5 separate regions of the Mus musculus genome follow, and regions 1, 2, 4 and 5 are each linked to region 3. A link is a contact called in public promoter capture Hi-C data. All regions are on one chromosome and are shown on one strand. Each heading gives the region's core, a stretch centred on a gene start, on an enhancer-like site or on the middle of the called end of the contact. The rest is flanking DNA. Distances are from core to core; before and after follow the strand shown.

What was found. Promoter capture Hi-C pulls out the DNA fragments that hold promoters and counts their contacts.
Region 1: a contact with region 3 is called in a promoter capture Hi-C map of pre-B cells, with 7 times the contacts expected there. The contact joins the promoter of Map9 here to the promoter of Tmem144 in region 3. A contact is called at or near these places in 12 of 39 promoter capture datasets (the 3T3-L1 cell line, 3T3-L1-derived adipocytes, the C10 cell line and 8 more), 3 of 484 Hi-C or Micro-C datasets (CD4 T cells, CD8 T cells and pre-B cells), 4 of 115 datasets of contacts at active chromatin or transcription factors (astrocytes, large pre-B cells, stem cell-derived neural progenitor cells and 1 more) and 1 of 9 other capture datasets (liver).
Region 2: a promoter capture Hi-C map of hippocampal neurons shows a contact between it and region 3, with 2.6 times the contacts expected there. The contact joins the promoter of Gucy1a1 here to the promoter of Tmem144 in region 3. A contact is called at or near these places in 4 of 39 promoter capture datasets (the C10 cell line, frontonasal cranial neural crest, hippocampal neurons and 1 more).
Region 4: a contact with region 3 is called in a promoter capture Hi-C map of hippocampal neurons, with 4 times the contacts expected there. The contact joins the promoter of Npy2r here to the promoter of Tmem144 in region 3.
Region 5: a promoter capture Hi-C map of second pharyngeal arch cranial neural crest shows a contact between it and region 3. The contact joins the enhancer-like site here to the promoter of Tmem144 in region 3. A contact is called at or near these places in 8 of 39 promoter capture datasets (the C10 cell line, the HPC-7 cell line, cranial neural crest and 5 more), 1 of 484 Hi-C or Micro-C datasets (ventricular fibroblasts), 2 of 115 datasets of contacts at active chromatin or transcription factors (bone marrow-derived macrophages and hepatocytes) and 1 of 9 other capture datasets (macrophages).

The regions. Positions count from the first base shown.
Region 1 is chr3:82,356,281-82,360,804 of GRCm38.p6, forward strand. It overlaps Map9 (microtubule-associated protein 9), which reads left to right and starts at 1,792. Exons shown (of 14, transcript NM_001081230.1): 1 at 1,792-1,975; 2 at 2,695-2,844; 3 at 3,610-3,694. The coding sequence starts at 2,770.
Region 2 is chr3:82,143,338-82,147,960 of GRCm38.p6, forward strand. Gucy1a1 (guanylate cyclase 1, soluble, alpha 1) reads right to left here and starts at 2,609. Exons shown (of 9, transcript NM_021896.6): 1 at 2,335-2,609. It overlaps Gm29921 (a long non-coding RNA gene), which reads right to left. Exons shown (of 9, transcript XR_867373.2): 8 at 3,311-3,431; 9 at 3,061-3,212.
Region 3 is chr3:79,840,158-79,844,704 of GRCm38.p6, forward strand. Tmem144 (transmembrane protein 144) reads right to left here and starts at 2,752. Exons shown (of 12, transcript NM_001379543.1): 1 at 2,614-2,752.
Region 4 is chr3:82,544,890-82,549,352 of GRCm38.p6, forward strand. Npy2r (neuropeptide Y receptor Y2) reads right to left here and starts at 3,196. Exons shown (of 2, transcript NM_008731.3): 1 at 2,948-3,196.
Region 5 is chr3:81,950,940-81,955,656 of GRCm38.p6, forward strand. Ctso (cathepsin O) reads left to right here. Exons shown (of 8, transcript NM_177662.3): 6 at 434-597; 7 at 1,260-1,352; 8 at 3,287-4,717. The coding sequence ends at 3,321. Among named protein-coding and RNA genes, the nearest start is that of Ctso, 21 kb to the left of the region's middle. Within about 2 kb of position 2,367, at least 2 of the 459 cell types and tissues checked have an H3K27ac peak or open chromatin away from gene starts, as enhancers often do. A contact at or near this core is called in second pharyngeal arch cranial neural crest, where this site is marked.

The DNA.
Region 1 (4,524 bases), core at 542-3,041, 2.5 Mb after region 3:
AACCTGTACCACAAGCCACAGAACAACTAACTTTGTGCTAAGCGAGGATTAGGAACTGCTGAATAAAAGTCACATCTCAATTTCTTTGTGATATGAAAAGGGGTCTTCGTCTACCCTATATCCTGCCCAAACACATGCAGGCATGCACAGGTGCTCATGCAGGTGCACACATGCACACACACAAAGACACACACACACCAAAACCAAAAGGCAACCTGAAGAATCACTGACAGTAAATTATCTTGAGCACTAACTAAAAGCAGTTCCTGTGCTGAGCCACTCAAAACCATGGTTAGGTGGGTCCATATACTGGACTTCAGGTCCAGCCTTCTCTCCCATACTTAGTACTCAACTCAAACTCACATGTGTAACAACTGAATTGCTGCTAGAAAGAATTCTCTTTAGAGCCTCTCACTTTGTGCTTGTGGCAAACAACCATCCGAAACCCATTCCCATTGTGTGCAACCCGGCCCTATTGGTAGCTGGGAACTCAGTGTTCTCTATCATTGATGTTGTTGTAAGTTTATTTTTGTAAGTCATGCCTACATTAAAGTTATATCAGTTAAATGAATACCAAATGAATAGAGCCCTTACACATTATCTAAAAATTAGTTCTTCCCATTTGGGTACCCGCCGTGGGTACAGGGCCTTTATCAGAATCATAGATGTTAATAAAATGTAGGATAGAAAAGCTAACAGTAACTGGTGAAAATAGAAAATCTTTTCCTTATGCAGATATTCACTTAAAAATAGTTAAAAACAACATAATTAGCCAAAACAAATTTACCAACCAAGAACAAGTTGAAAAACTTAAACTAGGCTTTTTAAAGGAGTTATTGCAAATATTACTTAGAAACCTTTTTCTCACTGAACTTCATATTTGTTTTTGTGTATTTAAAGATCTATTTGTCAGGGTTATTTTTTAAAAGAAACATTGTGGAGATACAGAAACAAGTTTAGTCACTTGTTAATGAATTGATTTCGACATACCTTTTTCAAGTTAAAAATAGATGAAGTCTGTGTAACTTTAAAAGTTTAAGTGTTTTGTGTATTAATAAATTATTAAATGGCAAAGATAGTGATACTGTCAGCAGTACTTTTTCCAGCCTTCTCCCCTGTGTTTTATTTGCTGACTTCTTTTTAACCAGATTATCTACTAAATATAGAAAGGGTAAACTTTTCACCAAAGATGTAAAACAGGCTCTGGGCTGTGTGTGCTTATGGGATACTTTAGCACACACACCCCTACCCCTACTCTCTGCCTCCTCCTCCTCCGCCCCCCCCCCCCCAACTGCATTACTTACAAGAAACGCTCCTATGTAATATTAACTGAATGCGATTCTAAACATTTCCCAATATTTCGCTATATATTGTATTCGGTATTCACTGCAATCCTTTAAGGAGACAGTCTTATTAGTTTCTTATCAAATCATAGAGATCTTATTTTGCATATTCCAAGAATCAAACGTGCAGTTTAACTCCGACGATTGCAAACGTCACTACTACGTCGTTCTGTTGAGTCCGCTGACACTGCACTGACTCACGCATTCCACGTTCTAACTAGCAAAAGGAAGCTTTGCATCGTGGTCACGCAATACCTGCCTATAAACAAGGACTCTGAGCAGGGGCAATCAAGGTTCCTTGTGGCGTGATGGCAGAGGGCCGGTCTTGTTTCCTAGGTAACAGCCATTGCACACAAGCTGATAGGGCACCGCGCTCCCAACACCTCCACCAGTGATGTCACTTCCTTGGTCTGTGCGGTTGTCCCAGCGACGCCGGCGGAAAGGCGGTGTTGGGTACCCAAGAGACCAGGCGGTTGGAAGTCACTTCCTCCCGGGGACGCTGTTGCCTAGCAACCGCCTTCTGCCTCCATCTTTTGCCCCGCCTCCAGGTTATTCCAATACCTGGTTTCCCAGACCGCGAGGCCCGGGCCGGGGGCGACACCTGTGCTAGAGCATAGCCGCTGGGTTCTCAGGTGGTCACAGGGGCCCGGGTGCACGGGGAGCGGGGTGGATGCAGGAGGCGCGGGCCGTGGTACGTGGAGGAACGGAGGGGACCGTGCTGGGTGTGCGGGGCCCTGGCGCGTGCTGGGCCGGGAGCCGCGCGGAGCTGGGATGCGGACGCCGCCTGGCCAGCCCGGGGAGCTCTGGGCGGTGGCCGGCGATCCAAATGGGCCTCCGACGTCGCGCGCTGGAAGCCTGATGTGCTGCAACTTAGTGTGGAGATGTGTGTGTAACAGCAAACGAATGGTTTGGGAAAATGTCGCTGCTGCTTGTGGTTAAGCATCGTTTTGAATACTGTTATGTGCAAGCCATTTCCGGGGCTGGGAACCTTGACAGTCCTCTTGGTTGCAGCTTGAACTAAGTCGTGGTGGCGTCCGCAATGCTGTGTGTTTTTAATAATGGAAAGTGAAATTGTTTGGCAACATTTTGTTATTATGTAGTTCATTCATCCTTCTAGTGGATGTAGAACAGTAATAACTTCCTCATGGATTTTCTTTTCGTGAAAACCAATTTGTTGTGAAATTTTTATGTACTTAACATAAAACGCTCTTAACGTTTTTAGGTGAATATATTGTACAATGATTAGAGCGATTTCTCTTTGGAGCGGGGTTGTGGGGCACTAATCCCAGGAACAGTGTCTTGATCATGTAAAAACGTCTAATTCTTTAAAATATTTATATGTATATTTCAGCCACCATCAGAGGTTGAATGAATTATTTCAGTAATTTATTAACTGTTGTATAAAAGCAGAGAAAAAGGACACACCATGTCCGATGAAATCTTCAGCACAACTTTGGCGTACACCAAGAGTCCAAAGGCTACCAAGAGAACTTCCTTTCAGGTAAAACGCTGCAAAGCATTTGGTTTTGATTATGCTGCTGCCTAGCCCTTGCTGGTTCTCACAAGATCTGGCATGACGTGGGAGGAGTTCTTGCTTCACTGTTAGTGTGTTGTAGGTCATCTGTCAACTTTGGGCTCCAGTATTGAAACACCCCTCTCTGTAGGATCCTGTCTTCAATATTTGGTTTCTAAGTTGCAAGCCAAAGAGCGACTTCAGAGCTTGGCTCTCTTTAGATTTTGGTTTTCTGTCGTAAGCGTCACAAGGTCTGACTGTGCCAATGCTGCATCCAACTCTTGTTCCCGTGTTTATCACATTATGCCCATCTCTGTAATACACTTCAAGGACCAGTTTGAGGCTGAGGGTCTGCCTCAGTGGTAGGCTATCAAAGTAGCCTGTCATGCTTGTCAAACCTAAGCACTTCCCTCCCTCAAAATGTAGGCATCTGTAACAGAATGTCAGTTTCTAGTAAATCCAATTAAATTGATGCCCCTATCATTCATTAGCATTTAGCGAAGATTGTAACCTGCAATTAATCTATCTAATACTAGTAGTCACTTCCTATTTATTTACCAGTCCCGAGGAAATGGCTCAATTCTGCGCTGAGTCTGATGACGTGGGTACGTTGTACAGCGTAGGCTTAGAGTAAAGTTGGGTGAATGAACTTAAATGTGAATGTAGAATAACCGAGTATAGTTGTTTTAAGATCTAAGTACGAGACATCCCTGCTTGAATGGGAATTGATGTTAGTTACTGATCTCGTTGCAGGATGAGCTGATCAGAGCCATTACAGCCCGGTCAGCCAGGCAGAGAAGTTCCGAATACTCCGATGACTTTGACAGTGACGAGATTGGTATGTAAGTGAATAGACAAATGAGCCAGGGTCCTGTGTTTTGCTGTCTTAGTTGCATTTCACCTATCCCATAACCTCTCATGATGGATGCCTGTGAATTCACTAGCTTCAGAATTCTATGTGTGCAGTGAGTTAGGAAGCCACTCTTAATTTTCAAGGAGATCACAAATTATCTCTACTTATTTCTGAATGTAAATTTAAAACTATTACTAGGTCTATAGTAAAATGCTACCTTAGGACTAAGCTGTCTTTGGAAGTAGTTTCATCTTTAAGTTCAACTTTAAGAATTCTATATCTGTAATTGCAACCGGGGTTCACAGGGTTAAACAGTGGTGCTTATGTAATGCTTTTGTGACACAGACCAGATCTGGGGCTGTAATAGAGGGTATAGTAACTGATTTTCTGTTGCTGGTGTAAAACATCATGAGCAAAAGTGACTTAGAAAAAGAGTTCATTTCGGTCTACAGTTCAAAATGATGTGAGCGAGGTGCCTTCAACGGCAGACACACAGAGCAGAAAGAGACCTGGAATGATGTCAAGGCTGTGACAAAGCCCACTCCCAGAGAAGTACTTCATCCACAAGCCAGTCCCTCCTCACCAAACAGTGCCATCACGTGGGGACTAGGTAGTCAAGTTCCTGAGCCTACGGGAAACATTCTCACCCAAGTGACCATAACTCACTTCCTATAACCCATAGACTCATGGCCAATGCACAATGCATTCAGTCTAACTTTAAAGTCCCCCATAGTCTTTAACATTTTCTGCACTGTTTAAAATTCTTCTGAAGTCAATCAGAAGAACTATTAATTAAAGGTTATTAATTGTAGCCT
Region 2 (4,623 bases), core at 1,359-3,858, 2.3 Mb after region 3:
CTTTCCTTAAAATGGTTTCTCCTTGTGTTTTCACATTGTACAGATCCAGTTGTTCTCTTTGTCTCCACTCCTCTTCTCTTTGGCTCCCTCCTTCCCTCCCTTCTCACAGTCATTTCATTCATACACATATAGAACTCTAGACTGCATATGAGAATGTCTGTTATGTCTTACGGCTGTCCACTGCCATTCATTTCTATGAAAACATCATAATTCTATTCCACTCTATGGAGGAACAAATGTGTAACTACCCAGCATGCACACATCCCGCATGATCTTCATCCATTCACTTGTTGCTAGGCACTGGAACGGCTCCATATCTTGGCTACTGGGTCTAGTAATTATCTCAGCAGTGGGCTGACACAAACTCTTTCCTGTATATACCTGAAGGAGTAGAGCTCAATCATGTGGTATTTCTATTTTTAGGTATGTTGAGGAACCTCCATTCTGACATCCACAGTAGCTTCCCAAGTTTACATTTTCCCAGGTAGTGTATACAGTTTCCTCACCCTCCTGCTCCTCACCAGCATTTGAAATGTTTAGCTATTGTATGTAGCACAACCCTTGAAGTCTTCTGCTAGTCTGCATCCACACCCTTTTGTACAGAGGCTAAGATTCGGACCAGAAAATGTTCAGCTTATCGGTGTTAACTTCTGTCGTTATTTTGCTGTGGGGTTCTAAATGCCAGTACTGCAGCGGAGTTTTTTCCATCTCCCTAAAAGTGCAACAGCTCAAATATTTGAGTATAGTTTCTGAGACTACAAGACTCCTCAAATAAATACATGGACCAGACCATTTAATAATCGGTAAAGGCCAAGTACTAGAGTTGCTTCAGAACTCCAGTTTCATGTCATCGTCCTTTGCCACCCTTGATCACTGCTACCTGACATGATACTTCCTGAAGGGGGACAACAGTCTAGGAAAAACAACAGATTGCTCTTTCTTTCATTATGAACAAAAACTCAAAACTGCTCATCTTGAAGTGTCTCCGAGAGCATGCAATAGAAAAGGTGAGCAGGGCTCCGACTAAGCCTGGCACTAGTCCGAATATAGACAAGAATTATTTTGGAACCGATGACCCTAAAAAACCATTATGATAATTTAAATGTAGGTAATCTATCTTCCTCTAAACCATGCAATATGTTGGAAATCAAGAGGCATCTAATCACTTCTGAGAGCGAGCTGGCAGCCATTTGATTTACCTCAGAAAATGTAAAGTGCTTTTTAAATGCAAAACGAAGGAATAACTCCCAGAAAGCAAAAGAAAGGCTCAGGAAACCCATACCCTGGAATCATGTGACCACACTGGGATGCAGCCCCTCACACAAAACTCACTTAGAGATAACACTGTGGACCCAGGACAGGCTGTCAACTCAGATAGGCCCGGGAGAATGTTGTGATGCCTGGCCATTACCTTCCAATGCATCTCAGTCAATAATAAGAGAAAAGCAGCTTAGAAGCAGTCACACTCACATACCCTTTGTGCAGGCACACTTTGCTCTGGTCCCAGCAGTGGCTGGAACTTTGCAGTTTGTATACTCTGGGGCTTTGAGCAGCTCCTCCATCCTCGGAGGAAAGCCCGCATGAGGGCCACAAGCTGGACTCTTAGGTCCTGGCGTCCTTGAATTGCTCCCGAGTGAAGGATGCCACCCAGCTGCCCAGGGCTGGCGGCCTTGCGTGGGAGACAGTCGCCCACGCCTCGCACGTTCCCACTGCGGGACCACAGAGCTCAGCCATAGCTGCTCCCTGACCGCTATCCCTCCCGGGAGTCCCTTCCTCGCTTCTCCCCAGCGTGGGAACAGTGATCTTGCTTCCCAGGGGTGAACGAGATCAGGGGAGGGTGTGGGAAAGGATTTAGCCAAGACTTGGTAGAGGGCTGTATGCACAGGGAGTCCCGGCCGGCCAGCGAGGGCACCGCTATCACTTACTTAGTGATATCCAGACCTGGGGACCGCAACCTCCTGGAGCTGCCACCCAGCAGAGCACAGCCGCACTAGATCACAGATGAAGGGCGGTGGCGCTGGTGATGGACTGAGAGGTGACACTGGAGTCGCACCTGTCGGTCCCGAGCGGGTTCACCCAGGGCACTCAAGGCCACACAGAGCACATCATGGTTAACCTGCGCTAGTGGCGCGGAGGGACCCACGAAACACCCCCAGAGCTGGTTCCCACCGTGCTGTAGTCACTTCTCGCCTTTGTTTTTCCCTGCCATGACCCAAAGAATTCTAGTCTGTCTCTTCCCTGCCGCACAGGACTTCTTCCCACGTCTCAGTACCGTGCCTCGTCCCCTTCTCCAGTCCCCAAACAGTAGAAAAGCAAACAGCTGAGCGAACCCACCATGATGCGATCACAGGAGGCCAGGGGCATCGGGCCAAAGGTGTCTTTGCTCCGCTGGCTCCCCAGGCTGTGCACTGCTGCTCTTCGCCTTGGGGTCCGGTCCGGCTGGCAGGCACTGGAGGAGGGCTGCCTAGAAGGCGGTGTGTGAGAAACCCGCGGCTCTGAGTCCCTCCCACTTCTCCCAGGCTCAGCTAGAGAACTGAGTCTGCTCCCGCCCAGTCGCCATCCTCCAAACCACCAAAGGCAGACACACACACACACACACACACACACACACACACACACACACACACACACACACACACACATAGCAGGGAAGGGGACAAGGAAGAGAAAAAAAGAGACTCTAAGAAAAGTTGAAAAGTTGGCACATTAAAACTAAAAACATTTTCTCTAGTACAAGCTGGTGCAGAACCACTGTAGTTTCCTGAATCTGAAACCTGGTGGGGAACTTTCTTTCTCCTTGGGTGGCTTTGGTGGCCTGGCTTTTAGGTTTGAGGCTACTCTACTCATTTCAAAGGTAATTTTGTGGTCACAAGAATATTTTTTTTTTTTTGAGTAAGGTCTTGCCTCTATTTGGTTCACTACACTCAGCCCTATTTGCTGTTAATGCATGTGTGTGTGCATAACTGTTCTTTTATTTTTAAATCATTGTTCATACACACATATGTGTACACACAAAAATGCACACACACACACACACACACACACACACACTTACTCCTGGTGTCTTTTTAATCCTCCAAGTCCAAGAAGTCTAAGACAAAAAGTTATCTTGACATATCTACTTTCGACTCATCATCGACTCTGGTCTCACTGAGGAGGCCCCACTCATATGAGAAACGTTTTGTCCAGTGAAAACAACCATAAGAATTGTCCTAAAGAATGGATGGGAGTAGACAGAAACAGAATTAGCCAGAAATGCCAAGACAGCTACAGGAACCAGGGAAACTTTGGCCTTAAGATGGAACCAAACCTCGTAGGTCCTTTGCTGGTTCTGTTTTGGGTTTTGTTGTTATTTTCTTGTCATTTCCAAAGCTTCTCTTACTCCCAGAGCAATTCATGAACTTCTCTTAGTTCAGCAGGAAAAGTGAAATCTATTCTCAGACCATGAACGTAAGGCCCAAAAGGAAACAAAAACAAAGGGACTCATAATGTAAAGCAGCCAGCCCTATCAGTTTTAAAGTAAATAAAACATGACAGAAACATTCATGTGGGGGGGGGGGCATCCCTCTGACAGATAAAATGTTTCTGAAATAATGGTGTCAGTGTGGGATCTTGAAGGGCCCTTCAGTTTTGCAAGAGGATATGTGGAAGGAACTGCTTGTTGGTAGCAGAGGAGACTGAACAAAGGGCCACAGGCAGGTGGCAAGGTGGTGGTGTGGTGGCCAGGAGATAAGATGGGGTAGAAGGTAAAGGTGAGTGGAGTGCAGGAGGATGCAGAGGGCACAGGGTGCTGTCTCTGCTGTACTGTTCATGTAAGGACTCCTGAGCTACCTTTCTACACTGATGTCCCTCTTTCCCATGGTCCTTCCCTTCTGAGATAGGACGTGCTGAGCAGATAAGGGACACTTTAGTCTTACAGCATCTTCAGATCTGACACTGATATAAGGATGGCATGTAGGGGAAAGCCCATGTGTCTTCACTCTATTGAGAATAGAAAACAGAAGAAGTCTCAGGAAGACTATGGCAAGGAAGTTTTGTATAAACTGTAGGCAAAAAAAAAAAAAAAAAAAAAAAAAAAAAAAAAGGATGCGTCTGCCACATGCAGAACTCCTGAGGGAGGCCTTGGTGAGTGCTGACTTCAGGTGAGGGGGGTTGGGGCAGCTTTCAGGAATGTCAGTAATGTGGGACTAGGCTTTTTGTCAACTTTTTCTGTTCAAAGGCTTTCCTAGTAGTCAGGATTGGGAAGAGAGAAAGAGAAAAGGAAAAAAGGAATTCAACCAACCAGGTAAAGATGTGTGTGTATGGAGAGGAGGCAAGCTAGGGACAAATAGCAAAGTCATGAGAGTTTACCATAAATGTTAACAAATACAGTTTCTCAGTGCAAACCGAGCCCTCTATAACCTCCTCTCCCTTTGCAAAAATGTCAATAAGTTAAATAGACCCATTATAAGCAATAAGTACATAAAAATATATTCGACAGTGAATATACTGGAATAATTAGGAAGTTCACAGCTTCCACTGGCTATTCCAACGGCACAGAAGTTCATTGTGATGACTTTTGGCCTGGTTAAGTTTCCGCATTTTTTCCCCATAAGTTCTTAATAATGAAGTTTAATGAAAAAA
Region 3 (4,547 bases), core at 1,502-4,001:
ATATATCCAGAAGATGTTCCAACCGGTAAGGACACATGCTCCACTATGTTCATAGCAGCCTTATTTATAATAACCAGAAGCTGGAAAGAACCCAGATGCCCCTCAGCAGAGGAATGGATACAGAAAATGTGGTACATTTACACAATGGAGTACTACTCAGATATTAATATGCACTCACTGATAAGTGGATATTAGTCCAGAAACTTAGAATACCCAAGATACAAGTTTCAAAAAATATCAATCCTTTTTTTAATCACGAACTTATAATAAGATAAACCATTTTTTTTCCCTTCAGAGTTTGAAAATCTAACTTTTCACAGGATCTGGATCCAGTATTTTCTACATGAGAAGGGTCGTTTCCCTGTAAAGCAATCCGGCATGATGAACATGTTTCTGGTCTCTGTTGTGTCAATTAAATTCAAGCTTGCCTGAGAAGACTTTCAGAACTAAGTAAGTGTTTTGTAAGTGAGTTTTGCTGTGTTTGGGACATTCGCGTAAAGGTGCACTCAGGTTGCATGGCCATTACAGATTTAGGATCTTTTTTGTCCGTTGGTAGAGCCTTGGGTAGCAAGTTCATGGCTCAAGAGTCTTTCCTAAGGTACAGACCAGTGATGGAGCATGTGCTTAATATGACTGGACACTGGGTTCACTCCCCGGCACAGGGCACACACAGGATGTTCATGCTGTATGCATGCATAAATAAATATCTATACCATCAATTTTTAAAAATGAAGATAAAAGATGATCTTGCAAAATCCAACCTCACCAGCAGTGTGGTTCAAACGGCAGCTTACAGAAGAGTACAAAGTCGGCAGGTAGACATCCCTGCTGTGCACTCTGGGAGCACCAAGTCGCACAAAGTAACTAACCTTTCAATACAATTATTCAGGTCAAGACAAGGAAAGAAATCAGGTCTTCAGCTAAATTATATTTTAAGTACTCAGTTGACGAAGGTGTCCATCAGCCAAGATTCTGATCCCTGCAAATTTAGAATTTTCTGTCACTGTAAAAAGTTCTATCAGATATCATTGCTACAAAAAAAGTTCTGGCTCTCTCAGTGAAGAAAAGAGGAATGTGGTATCAGGAAAGATCCTTGGCACATACCAACAGCCCCAGCACTTGGGAACCTGTGTAAAGACTTCTCTTTGTTCACTAAATAAATAGGACAGATAAAAAAATATCAGGGCTTTTAAATACGAGGCAGGAGATTCCATTTAGACCTAATAAATAAGCAAATAACTAACAGGACTTCTAAATATGAGGCAGGAGAGCTATTTGGAAAGCTGTCCTGGGACTTAAAATACAGGTTTAATAGCGAAGAAATCATTTTTTTTCCATTTTAATTAAAACAAGCAAAGCAAGTGCATGGCTAAGAGGACAGTGCCTAACCATTTAATGAGGTAGATTATTTTACAGAAAAGAAGGCTCCACTAAGGGGTATTGATGGGCAGCCACAGGTTTCAGCCTGAATTGGATGAATAATTAGTAGTGCTAATTAGAGCGCATGACCTCATTTGACTGCTGAATCAACTCCAGTCAGTTATTGCCTTAGATAAACGATGTTCGTTTACAGCACACGGCTCCAGAGCATTTCCAAAAGCACATGATCTAATTCCCTGTGAACCAACAATCCCAGACTGCCATAAGGAAGAGTCCATCTCGCGTTAAATCAGTGACATTTCTGTGGTAAAGAGAAGCATCATTACTTTACTGAACATGTATCCCCAACCCTTTTTTCGCACAAACCTAGCCCCAAATTATTCCTCTAAAAATCTTATTTTCAGTCTAGGTTGGTAGCAAGCTAACTTCCGGCACTCAGAAGGCAGAAGCAGGAAGATCTTTGAGATCATCGCCTGCTTGGTTTACATAGCTAGTTCCAGACCATCCAGGACAACACTAGTGTGACCCTGTCTTTAAAAAAGCAAGCAAGCAAACAAAATCCATTATTATTATTATTATTATTATTATTATTATATTTTTTAATAATACGGCATGCTCGGCAAACGCTCTGCTCAGCTATACCCGAACCCCGTTTTTACTTTGTTTGATTTGAGACAGTCTCGCCAAGCTTTTCTAGGCAGACTTTAAACTCGCTTCAGAGCTCAGTCAAGCTTTAAACTTGTGCTAGATCCCTCCCATTCATTTAAAATTTTTTCAAGTTTTAGTTAGACAATAGGACCATAAATATCACGTGGGTCAGGTAGCACGTGACCTGCCCACACGCGTTTACCTTAGACAGATTACCAACCAGGCAGCAGCTATCGAAATAGTTCGTATTTCTCCAAGGTAAAAGCTTTCAACATTCCGTGGAAAAGTCTCAAGTCCAAGGATTCTAAGGTTTACGTGTTAAGTATCCACTTAATATTTTATTAAGCTACATTCATTCTTTCTAAAAAATTTACTACTTTCGTTTCATTACTGGTATATCTGCTTTTTCTCCCGACTACTTTAAAGTTTTAAGCAGCTCCTCCCCTGCGTTTAAGATAGTGCCGGCGCTCGATCAATGCCGCCTGCTCTAGTTTAAAGATTTCATTTCTGGTTTCCTTTAATTTCCTCCAATCTGAGTGCAGCTTCGCCTGTCTCTGGGCTGACGTCACGAGTGCTGGCACTTACTTGCTCTGCGAGTTTTCCCGAGGAGCTGAAGGTTGCAGGGCGGCTCTCAGACCCAGGGGCACCTTAGACTCAGGTGACCTGGTGGGGTCTCACTGCGCTGACTCTTCCCTGGACGCGTGCGGACTTCCTGCCGGAATCTGAAGGGAGACCGGAGTCCCTCCCAGGCGGAGGCTCAGGACACCCTCCCAGCGGAGGGCTGGAGCTCAGTCAGGTGACTAAGGAGTCCTCAGGCCCTCTGTCAGTCAGCGAGTTAACTAGAGAGTGTCGTGCCCCCCCCCCCCCCCCCCCTTTAAAGAAGAGCTCGTTCAGTGAGTAGCAAGTCACCTTCTGCTAAACACCACACCTTTAATTGTGCAGTTTGTGGATGAGACAAAGCCGGAGCTACCTCACACAGTTACAAAATAAATGCTCATTCCATCCCGGTTTGCCTTTGTTGTTAGGCAATCTCTCCTAATTTGCACTCCCAACTCTCATTCCCCCTTTTTAAAGTTGAGACAGCTTATTCCGAAGTTGCCTAGACTGGCTTAACGCTCACTCCACAGCCCAAGTAGACTCTGTGATCCTCCTGCCTCAGCCTCCCATGTAGCTGGAATCATGAGCTTAGACAAATGTAAACAATTAATGTGTGCTACTGTAATGTGAACTAAATGCCTTTGTGGCTTGCTGGCACATTTCAGTAGACAAGGGAGGTGGCTTTATACAAATCCATACACTGGAGTTGCGGAAAATAAAGCTTGGCCCGGGAGGTAATTTCTTTGAAAATAGCTTCCAGGAAGCTTTCCTGTGAAACCAGGCTGTGCATCACGTTCCAGAGCAGTAGCTGTATCCCACCCCACCTAAAGAGCTGTAAGAATCAAGAGCAATGGACAGGAGTGCAGGCTTCGGACATCCGATTGAGATTCAGAGGTAAAAGCAACCACTAGCATATGATGTAGATTTACCTGCCTCTTCTGTAGCTGAAAACCACGTGTGTGTGTGTGTGTGTGTGTGACTGTGTGCGTGCGCGTGTGTGTGTATGTGTGCGCGCACGTCCATATGTGTGTCTGTGTGTGCGCTCGTGTGTGTGTGTGTGTGTGTGTGTGTGTGTGTTTGTGTGTGTGTGTGTTCATCTCTCTCTGTCTCCCTCTCTCCCTCTCTCCCTCTCTCTCTCTCTCTCTCTCTCTCTCTCTCTCTCTCTCTGTGCATGTGTTCGTGTGAGTGTGTGTGTGTGACTGTGTGCGTGTGTGTGTGCGTGCATGTGTGTGTATGTGTGCGCGCGCGTCCATATGTGTCTGTGTGCGCGCTCTTGTGTGTGTGTGTGTGTGTGTGTGTGTGTGTGTGTGTGTGTGTGACAGACCTCTCCTAGACAGCAAGGCTGTCTCTCTAGGCCGGATACTAGCACAGCAGAAGACACAGATGTGAACTTCAAGAAGAGGAAGTGCTAGGTCCTGGCCTAGTCTGAGTTTGAGGCAGGCAGGCCTCTTGGAGTGGATTAAGCTGACACCATCCACTATCTGGTCATGTGAGATTCACAAGAAAGAGAAGAAAAGTGGAGACGTTAGGAGATAAGGTTTCTTGAAAGGAAGCCTTGCTTTTCAACTCTACATCCATCAGAGAACTGCACTGGGAGGCAGAGTATCATGAAGAAAGAAAGAAGGTCATTTTCTTAAGAGAAATGATTAATTTAGTGATTGAAAAAATCGAGAAACTTCCTGTTTATGTGCACACATAAACAGGCAGAGATTTGCTTATTAAGTTTAACTTTATGTACTTTGCAATTAATTTCTTTAAATTTTTCCACATTAAATTAAGGTGTTTTGGCAACAACCATAATGTATATGCAGAGGACCTAACGCAGACCCATGGCAGGCTCTGTAATTGCCGGTTCAATCTCCGTGAGCCTCTATGAGCCCTGCTTAGTTGATTCTGTGGGCCGTGTTCTTGTGTTCCTCTGG
Region 4 (4,463 bases), core at 1,946-4,445, 2.7 Mb after region 3:
ATTCATATATACCTTACACATACATACATACATACATACATACATACATACATGCAAGCATACATACATACATACCCTAAGTACACATCACATATGCCCTACACATACATACATACATACACCACACCTGCACACATACGCACATACACCACACCCATACTAGCACACACTTATACATATGAACATGCATGCACACGTGTACACATAAAGCTACACACATACACACACACACTATACATGTATAAATAAGTTTAAAGAGAAAGCTGCGTGGAGAGAAAGCAAAAGGAAGGAAAAACCAAGGCTTCTCCTTCCTCTCTCTGTACCCTGGGTAGCCTCGGCAGCTCCTCTGTGGCCTTGATTACCACAGGGTAGACCCCTTGTGATGGTTTCCGGTGGATGGAGGTGTTTTGCGGGCCTAGGTTACACTGCCTAACTTTTCTATCTCCCTTAGGTTTAAGGTAGTAACAAGGTGTTATTCTTGTAATCTCAAATTGGCCTAACTTTCAGTCTTCATCCCCCCACCTCTTATATAACCATCTCTGTTCGTGGACTCCTTCGCATCTACAGCCCTGAATGGAATTTTTTGATTCATGATATGCTCAAAACACATCTTAATTTGCTTTCTCACTAAAGTAAACCTCAGCTCCTTACTATGGCACTCAAGGCTTGCCGACATCCCTGCAGACACTCTGTCCTGATTCTCCTTGACATCTCAATACACATCTGCTGCTCTGTCATACTGAATGGCTACCAAGTTGAGAACACCCCAGGCTTCCCCATGTGGTGAACTGAGGACTCTGCCGTTCTTCCGGTCATTCAGAAGGTTCATTCTCCCTTTAATCACTGCCCACAGTGTGACTGTTCCAGTTTACCAACCTAGGACAGCCATCTCTAAAGACCTTTTGTTTAATCTCACAGTGCACCCTCTGGTACAGTAAAGCTACTCAATTATTGGACAAAACCAATACAAAGCTAAAGGAGAATACAATTTTATTAATAACTACTGCCACCTTTTTAATACAAAGTATAATTTCAATTCCCTTCTTGAATAAATGTAAAAACACAAAGGATTCCTTGCCTTGCTATAGCAGCCTCAGGTTTGTTTGCTTGTTCTTAGTCTGGTACTTGCTACTTGCTTCTTCAAGAAGGTTGCCCTAAGACCCTATTAAATCAGTTCCTGATTACAACCTCTGAAATCGCCTGTCAGTATGCTCCACATAGAATTCTTTTTCTCAAATGCTCATATCTCCCCTGCCCCTGCGCTACACACACACACACACACACACACACACACACACACACACACACACTCACACACACACTTCTAGGGGCCTGGGAACTTTCTGTGTGTTTTCCTTTGTTGCTATACTGGTCCATTCTATACAAGTCAACATAGATTTCAAACAGAACGTTCCAGGGATACCAGCCCCACTGCCCATTATGAAAACATGGCATTTGAACCCTGGCCCCTTTGATTGGCTGTCCCATTTTCCCTAAGCTAAGAGACTGACTTCATGGAGCAGTTACTCAGACCATCCACGGCAACCAGAGTTGAGCAGACTTGCAAAAGTTGCACCCACGAGCTGAGTGTAAGCACAGATTTAAGGGCACTGGGAAGAGAAGCGCATTTGATTTATTGACTACTTCCTTTTTTTTCTTTTCAATCACATTTTCTTCCCTCTGAAATCCTTTCGCTGGAGTCTTACAGCTCCTCTGCAGGAATGGCTATCGATCTGCAAGCTATTACCCTGTGAACACTCTGAGCTGCATGCAGGCACAGTACTAGCCCTGGGCTGGGCAAAGCACTACCCAGGACACAGAATGTATCATTCACAACAGCACTTCTGGAAAAGTAGGAGAGTGAAAGAGAACGTGAGGGTAGACACTGCCACGCGTGACACTCCTGAGGCCCCCAGTCAAACCAGAAAGAGGCAAGGGGGAGAGCCTTTCCTTGAAACAAGGCAAAATGAGACATTCAGGTTATTCAAGAAATTCAAAACTCTGAATAGCGCTGTTCTCTTGAACAGGTGCCCCTTGACTGAGTTTATTACAGAAGCAGTCAGTGTAGAAAGGGAAATGATGCTTTTTTCCTTCTGACGCTCTAGGTGCTTTCTTTAATAAGCCAGAAACCTTCTCCTGCTTTAACTACATGCTGAAATCACTGGAATTGCAAGTTATTTCTGAGATAGAGTCACTCCAGGTGGGCAAAGTGTGACATCCCTGTCTAGCCCTCCTTCCAGTATTGTTTTCCCAGGGAAAACCCCCAAGTTCCATGCTACAAACTATAGTTGCCTGCACCTGTTGGATCTCCTGTGAGGGGAGATGCGGTCTTTAACACTGCAACATACAGGGCATTATTGTTTGCCTAAGTAGAGATGGATGGATCATCTGAAAAGTCAGCGAATGCTTCTCTTTCCTGTATTTGTGCTTCCTGTCTTTGACAGTAGTGTAGTCTCTTAAATGACACTGGGATTTTAATGACTAGTCTCTACTAAGAATGACATTTAAATATTACTGCCCCACCACCACCACCACCATGCCACACAACCACAGACTTCTACTAGTAGGTGACCCCATCTTGGGGAAATGAATGGAAGCCTAAATAAATCTCTATTTTTGAACAGCCTTAGAAAACCCTACATGATCTTGCACTTCAGAAAGTGCTTGAGTTTTAAAGAGGGGGCAAAGTCATATCTTACTGTCTCATACTGTAGCGCTCAATCAAGGAACAGTCTATAACCTTCAGCAGAAAAGAAAAAGTCCAGCAAAAGAAGAAAAGCGAAGTGGTACTAGCCCACCTAGTTCCAGTGTTCCACTTAATGCCTGGAGGGGTGGGCGGCTCCCCTTCGGAACACATCCCCATGCCCTCTTACCCCTGACAGGACCCGGGGCTCCTCTAGGGCTGTTCATGATCTCAGAAGGAGAACTGGAGTTTGAACTTACTTACTGTATTGACTCTTGCGCGTTCCTTCTCAGATGAGGAATCCAGGAATTTCAAGCAAGGGATTATCTAAACAGCCAGTCTGGAGACAGTCCTGGGAGGCACCCAAAGCAGGTCCGATTTGGTGTGAGCCAGCAAGTGAGATCAGAAGCAGGAGCGGCAAAGCGGAACAGCTGCAATGCTGTGCCTGCTCGGCTTCTCGGTGGACCTCTAAAGCCACTCGATCAGGGACCCCGCACTGCACAGCTCAGAGCCCCGGGTAGGAGTGGGTGGGGAGGGAGGAGGATCGGAGATAGAAGTGGAGAGAAACGCCGCCCTGGAAGGAAAGGACACAGGTAGGGGAACTGCGGAGCGAGGGAGTGAGGCAGATAAGTTCCCCGTAGTCAGAGACTGGAGATTAGTGTCCTCCAACCTTAGTTGCACGCTATGCAGCGTAGCGCCTCATCGTTCCTCGCCACCACTCCCTGCAGCTGCTATTCACTCCACTTAGGAGTTCACCTAATCTGCAGAGAAAAGTGCAGGGCAGTGGCGAACCCCGATGCAGGGAGGGAGCTGTGGTCCCTGGCTATGTGAACAGCGACAGACACCTCAGGCTTGCGGGTGTGGGCTGGAGAGAGGTTCCACACTTGGGGTGGAGGGGCAGAATCCCACTCTGGGCTAGGAGTTTCCTTGTGTAAAAACCAAGGAGGAGAACGAACTCCTCGCAGAAGCTGGATCCCAAGGACAAACAGCCAGCGCGCCCTGCCACACAGCGCAGGCACAGGAACTGTGGTTAACACGAGTCCAGTGCCTGGGGGACGGGAGCAGCAAAGCCCTTAACAGGTGTCCCTGGAACCCTGCGCCTTCAGATCACAAGCCCAGGTGTCCCAGCGGAACACTGGCAAAACTGTCCCTCGGGAAGAACGTAGAGAACAGCAGTGGGTCGTAAAACAGTCTTTCTTTGTCCAATTAGTTGACTTCAAAATTCTTCGCCTTTAGTTCTTGCACCATTCGAGATTTCGAGAGAGCAGGGAGACCATGCCTCGGGAAATGTTCCTCAGGAGTGAAGCCCGAAGGCTGAAAGAGGACATGCAGGACTTTCAGTCACGCTAGAGGGCTGTTTCAACCTTACCCTGCAAACTCTTCATTCACCAGCAGTCTTTCCAGAGGTTTGCTACAAGTCTCTTTTCCTTCAGATTTTAAAGGGGGCAGTAGAGACTTGAAAGCCAGGAAGCCAGGCTTGTCTTAACCACCGTGTCTCTCAGAGCTGCACAAGTCACCTCGCTGCATTGGATCACTCTTCTTGTTGTTTTCTTTTCTTTCTTTCTTTTTTAATTTATAAAATAAGGATGGCCACATTAGTTCTCAGAATGTCTCTGAAGGATACAAAACAATGATTCGATTTAGATTAGGTGTCTCGAAAAAAAAAAGTTATACTTAACCTATTTTTAAAAGACAAGTACTCCCCCACGTAGTAATAATTACTCCTTTATTGGGAAATGGATTTTCAGTCCCGTGGCCACTGAAAGTCACACACCCTAAT
Region 5 (4,717 bases), core at 1,117-3,616, 2.1 Mb after region 3:
ATACAAACTTTTGTCCATATCTCCTTAGAAGCCTGCGCTGGTCCTATAACTGAGTTCTGGCCAATGAGATTCATACACCCAAAAGTGTTATTTCCTGGAAATCTTCTCAACAGGGATACAGAATTTCTCTTTTGTGTTTTATGCTGATTGGAATATGTGTTAAATATCTGGAAAGCCAAAAACATTGGTCCCTGACAAGACTGTAAAATAGATATATTTCATAGTAAAAGATATGGAAAGAGGGTGAGCTCCTAACATCCTGGAGTCCGGTACAGTCCTGGACTGTCAAACTCTCTTGCATTTAATGTCTGTGTGTATTCTTTTGTGATTGCTTTTAAACATATACTGATACAACACAGATTTAAAATGTCGTGTTTTACTTTTGCCTTACAAAGCTAAATTCTTGACCTGTGTCTATATCTTCCTTCAATAGGGGCCAAGAGGATGAAATGGCCAGAGCACTTCTGTCCTTCGGCCCTTTGGTTGTGATAGTTGATGCGATGAGCTGGCAGGATTATCTGGGGGGCATAATCCAACATCACTGCTCCAGTGGGGAGGCCAACCATGCCGTTCTCATCACAGGCTTTGATAGGACAGGTAAGTACTAGCGCCCCGAATCCTTCTCCAGATGGGGCTCATAACTAAGGCTGCCTGGACTGGACGCCACTGAGGTGTTCTGCTGTGCCTCACAAGTTGCCTGTCTCTGATTGTCCTCATGGAATTGTCTCGACAGATCAATCACGTTTTTACGGCTCCCTCTCTCCGCACCTCCCTCTCCCCCCTCCCGAGTGTGTGTGTGTGTGTGTGTGTGTGTGTGTGTGTGTGTGTGTGTGTATGTGTGTGTACACAACCCGTGCTGAGCCACAGCCTAGTCTGTGAATGATAATTTTATTCACATAAAGTGAATGTTTCATCTGTGATATTTAGAGTAAGTGTTGGCAGGAGTGAAAAACCTGATAGTTTATCAAATGTATTTAACACTCCACCTGCTAATTCCATGGGAACGAATTTGCCTTGGCCTATTTGCTTCTGTAATAACAGAGTCTGCCATATAGGATGACAGAATAAACAGTTCAAGTTTATGGAGCTGCCTGCAGAAAATAATTTGCAGAAAGTCAATGCACTTTATCACTGTATATTTATAGTATGCTTCTCTTGCAGCAATTACATTGATGGCATATTCAATTTAAATATGGAAATGTATTTGCTCCTAATCAATATGGGTTTATCAGTGTATCTGAGCATCTTAACCTTTGTAGGAAATACACCATATTGGATGGTGCGAAACTCCTGGGGATCCTCCTGGGGAGTAGAAGGCTATGCCCACGTGAAAATGGGAGGTAATGTTTGTGGTAAGTCATAAATTTGTGTTGAAAACTCAGGTTAAATATGAAGGGCTTTTTGAAAATATGATCATGACAGACTTGAGTGCTTCCTATGGGCTCAGTGCCCTTTTGTGGTGTTAATCTCTTTTGTGGTTGCTTATCCTGTTAATGAGAAATGAAGTGTTTCATAATACACTATTAAACACACATACAAAATGAAAAATATATTATATGTGTTTGTGTGTGTTAAAACACAAAATAAAACAATAATTTAACAAAACAACTACTTAAAAATAAACAGATTATATACTCCATCTAGGTTATTAAACTTCCCCAGAACATGCCCCTGCTCCGGTTTGACTTTTTACAACGTATGACTTGCCCTAATTGTTCAAGATGGCTAAGAGTAGCTGAGGCTATAGGTCGGTGTGAGGCCATTTGAGTAACATGCTCAAGGCCCTGGAGTTGATCTTCGATGTTGCAAAAGCAAGGGAAGCATGGAAAGAAAAAAATCAGGAATCAAGTTTTCTTTGTGTTAAAGTACGAAAATCTGTACAGCACACTTATTTTTGCTTAATTTGGACCTTGTCACCTGGAAAAGGCTTACAAAATGCCCATAGAAACCGCAAGACTTACCAAATAGGCAGATGCCTGTATAGTGTATAACAAACCTAACAAAAAAGCAAACAGAAAGAGGTGGTTCGGGGTTCTACCACTGATGCTGAAACCTGTATTCAGAACTGTAGTGTAAGATTGGGTCTGGAAAACCATCAAATTTTCTAAATCCTCGAGTTAAACTGAATTGCATGGAGAAACACTCATTTCTCGTTTTAATGATTTCTAACGATGTGGCCCACAAATCTTCACAACTTGCAGGCCCTTTATCCCTCTGAGACAGATAAAAGAGTTACAGCAAAATTTAAGAGTAGGTATTTTTGCTGCAATCTAGTGATCGCTGTTCACTTACCCCAGGGCATAGAGGCGATGAAAATTAGTAATTAACCTGTCCTACTAGACAGCCAAATGGATTCCATACTGGAAATAGCCAACTTCTCAGAGCAGAGGCCCCTGCTGCTCCATCATCCTCATGGCTGCTTTTGTGCCCTAGGAGCTCACAGCTGAGATTCAGCTGCCCAGGAGCCTCTGCTGCTGATTCACATAGCTTCTTAACGCAGCAGGGAGCTGTGTCTAGTTTGCTCTAAAAGTTGACTGTGTAGAAAGCTCTGCCAGGACTGTGGGTCTGGTGAGTCCAGTGCACACAGTGAAGATGTGGTTCACAACTGCCTTCACGGCTCTGCTTTTTCTCGCCTCCCAGATGTCTTCTTCCCTTTACCTGCTTCCACGGTCTGTGTCTCCAGAGGCCTCCTGGTTACTGATTGCCCTGGGATACAAATGCCTACCAACCTTATTTCCTGAACATTGTATACCCAGTGCCACCCACAGTATTACAATGAACAGGAACAAAAGGCAGAGACTATTCCATAATCCAAGCAAATTAAAAAATATTGGTCATTAAAATGAAATTTAGTTTTCAAATGGGCTCTTAACGCTCTTACTGTGATGGCTAGTTCTATATTCTGATGCACTAAGAAAGCTTATAAACACTTATGTTGTATTAAATCATAGTGAACTTCAAATCTAAGAGCTTACATTTTTAAACATTTTAAAATAAATTCCATAAGATATTTTAGGTATAAATATCCCTTAGGAAATACATATCATGGAAGAGTAGATCTAATATATGTTCGTGTATTATGGCTTGATTTTTAGAACAAAAATCTTAAGTGTTCTTCTATTGTTTGCCTTTAGTGTTGCCTTTCTTATACTGGCAGCTAAGCATAACTACTAATTTGGTAGTGGAAACTAACATATTTCAACATAAGTGAAAATTCAAATTGTCAAGCAAATTGTGCAGAGGAAATTTCTCTTAAAATTTTATCCTTCCTTACCTTTTGTACTAGGCATTGCAGACTCTGTAGCTGCTGTCTTTGTGTGATCATGAATTGTTTTGGATTCACCATGAGACAACTACGAAAATGATGCACTTCATAGTGTGATCCAACATCATACTCAACTCTAAGCATTATGCACCTTCAAGTTCCAACAATTTGTCTACAGAGAGGTTCTAAGAGCAAACTGGCATTTTGTAAAGCAACCTAGGACATTCTATTTTTTGCAAAGACATGGACAGCCAAACTTCATAGGAAATCCCCAGGACGTTGACTGATCAACGGACTCTGTGGGATAGTGTGCACCTCTGAGAGTTTGGTGGGATCAGAAGTCACATAGTATTCTCCTCCTGGAAGCAGTTGGGACTTTTGCTTGCTTGTTGTCTTTCTGGCTGTCTACATTAAGGAAGTATTTTGGTCAGGGTGAATTGAAGATATGATGAGCCTTTGTTTTTCCCTTGTGACTTATAATCACCAGTCTTAGATTACCTCATCTACAAGAACTCTCAACCTGATGCAATGTGTGCCTCATAATTAGAATGGCCTTCTGTTCCATGTGAACAGATTTGGAATATCAGTTGTTTTATTTCAGCAAATGGAACTTACTCTAGACAGTAGAACAAATGTGCACCAAGATGAAACAACGATGCACAAAGAGAATCCCATCTTCAGAGAGACAATCCAACTGGAGTTAAATAAACACGTGACAACAGTGTGATAAGGAGTACACTATGCCACTTCCAGGGAGTCATGATGTCTATAAAGCTTCACTTTTAAACACCCAAAATGTTTAGCTTCTTGCCTTCTTCCCTCTGAGGTAGAGAATGAAGTATTGTCCACATTTATTCCCTCTCTTGTCCTTTATGGTACAAGTCCTATGGTTTCCTGGTGGTTTACCTTCCAGTCCAAAGTAACTCAGTACCGTTGGTTGTATTCCATTTCTGTTACCCAATCTCTTACTTAAAAACAAAATCTCTGACACAGGCTCACATTGCTCCTTGTTTATGTCCTTCATTAGAATACCAGCATCAATAACAAAGCTCCTTACTCTTTTGTCTGTACCAGTGAGAAGCAATCTTGAATGTGCAGATCATGGAGGGTAAAGAAACGGCAGAAGACATTTCTTAAGGTTTTGAATAAAGTAGCCTAATTATCGAAGGAATCCAGGAAGGAATGTAGTTCAGCTATAGTGTTTCTTAATGACTTTCATTATGTTATCAGCAATGTTTCTAATACCCAGTTTCAAATGCAGATAAACTTGAAATTTTCAAAATCACTGTTACTCTTTAAGTATTCTGGATTGATAACATTTATAATAATACAACCTACATTTGACTTTGAATTAAAAGTAACTTATTCTTAAATATGTAGTCTATGATTTATTATTATTTATGAGCACTAATAGATATTTATTAGTATCGATAAGCTTTATATTTACATTTT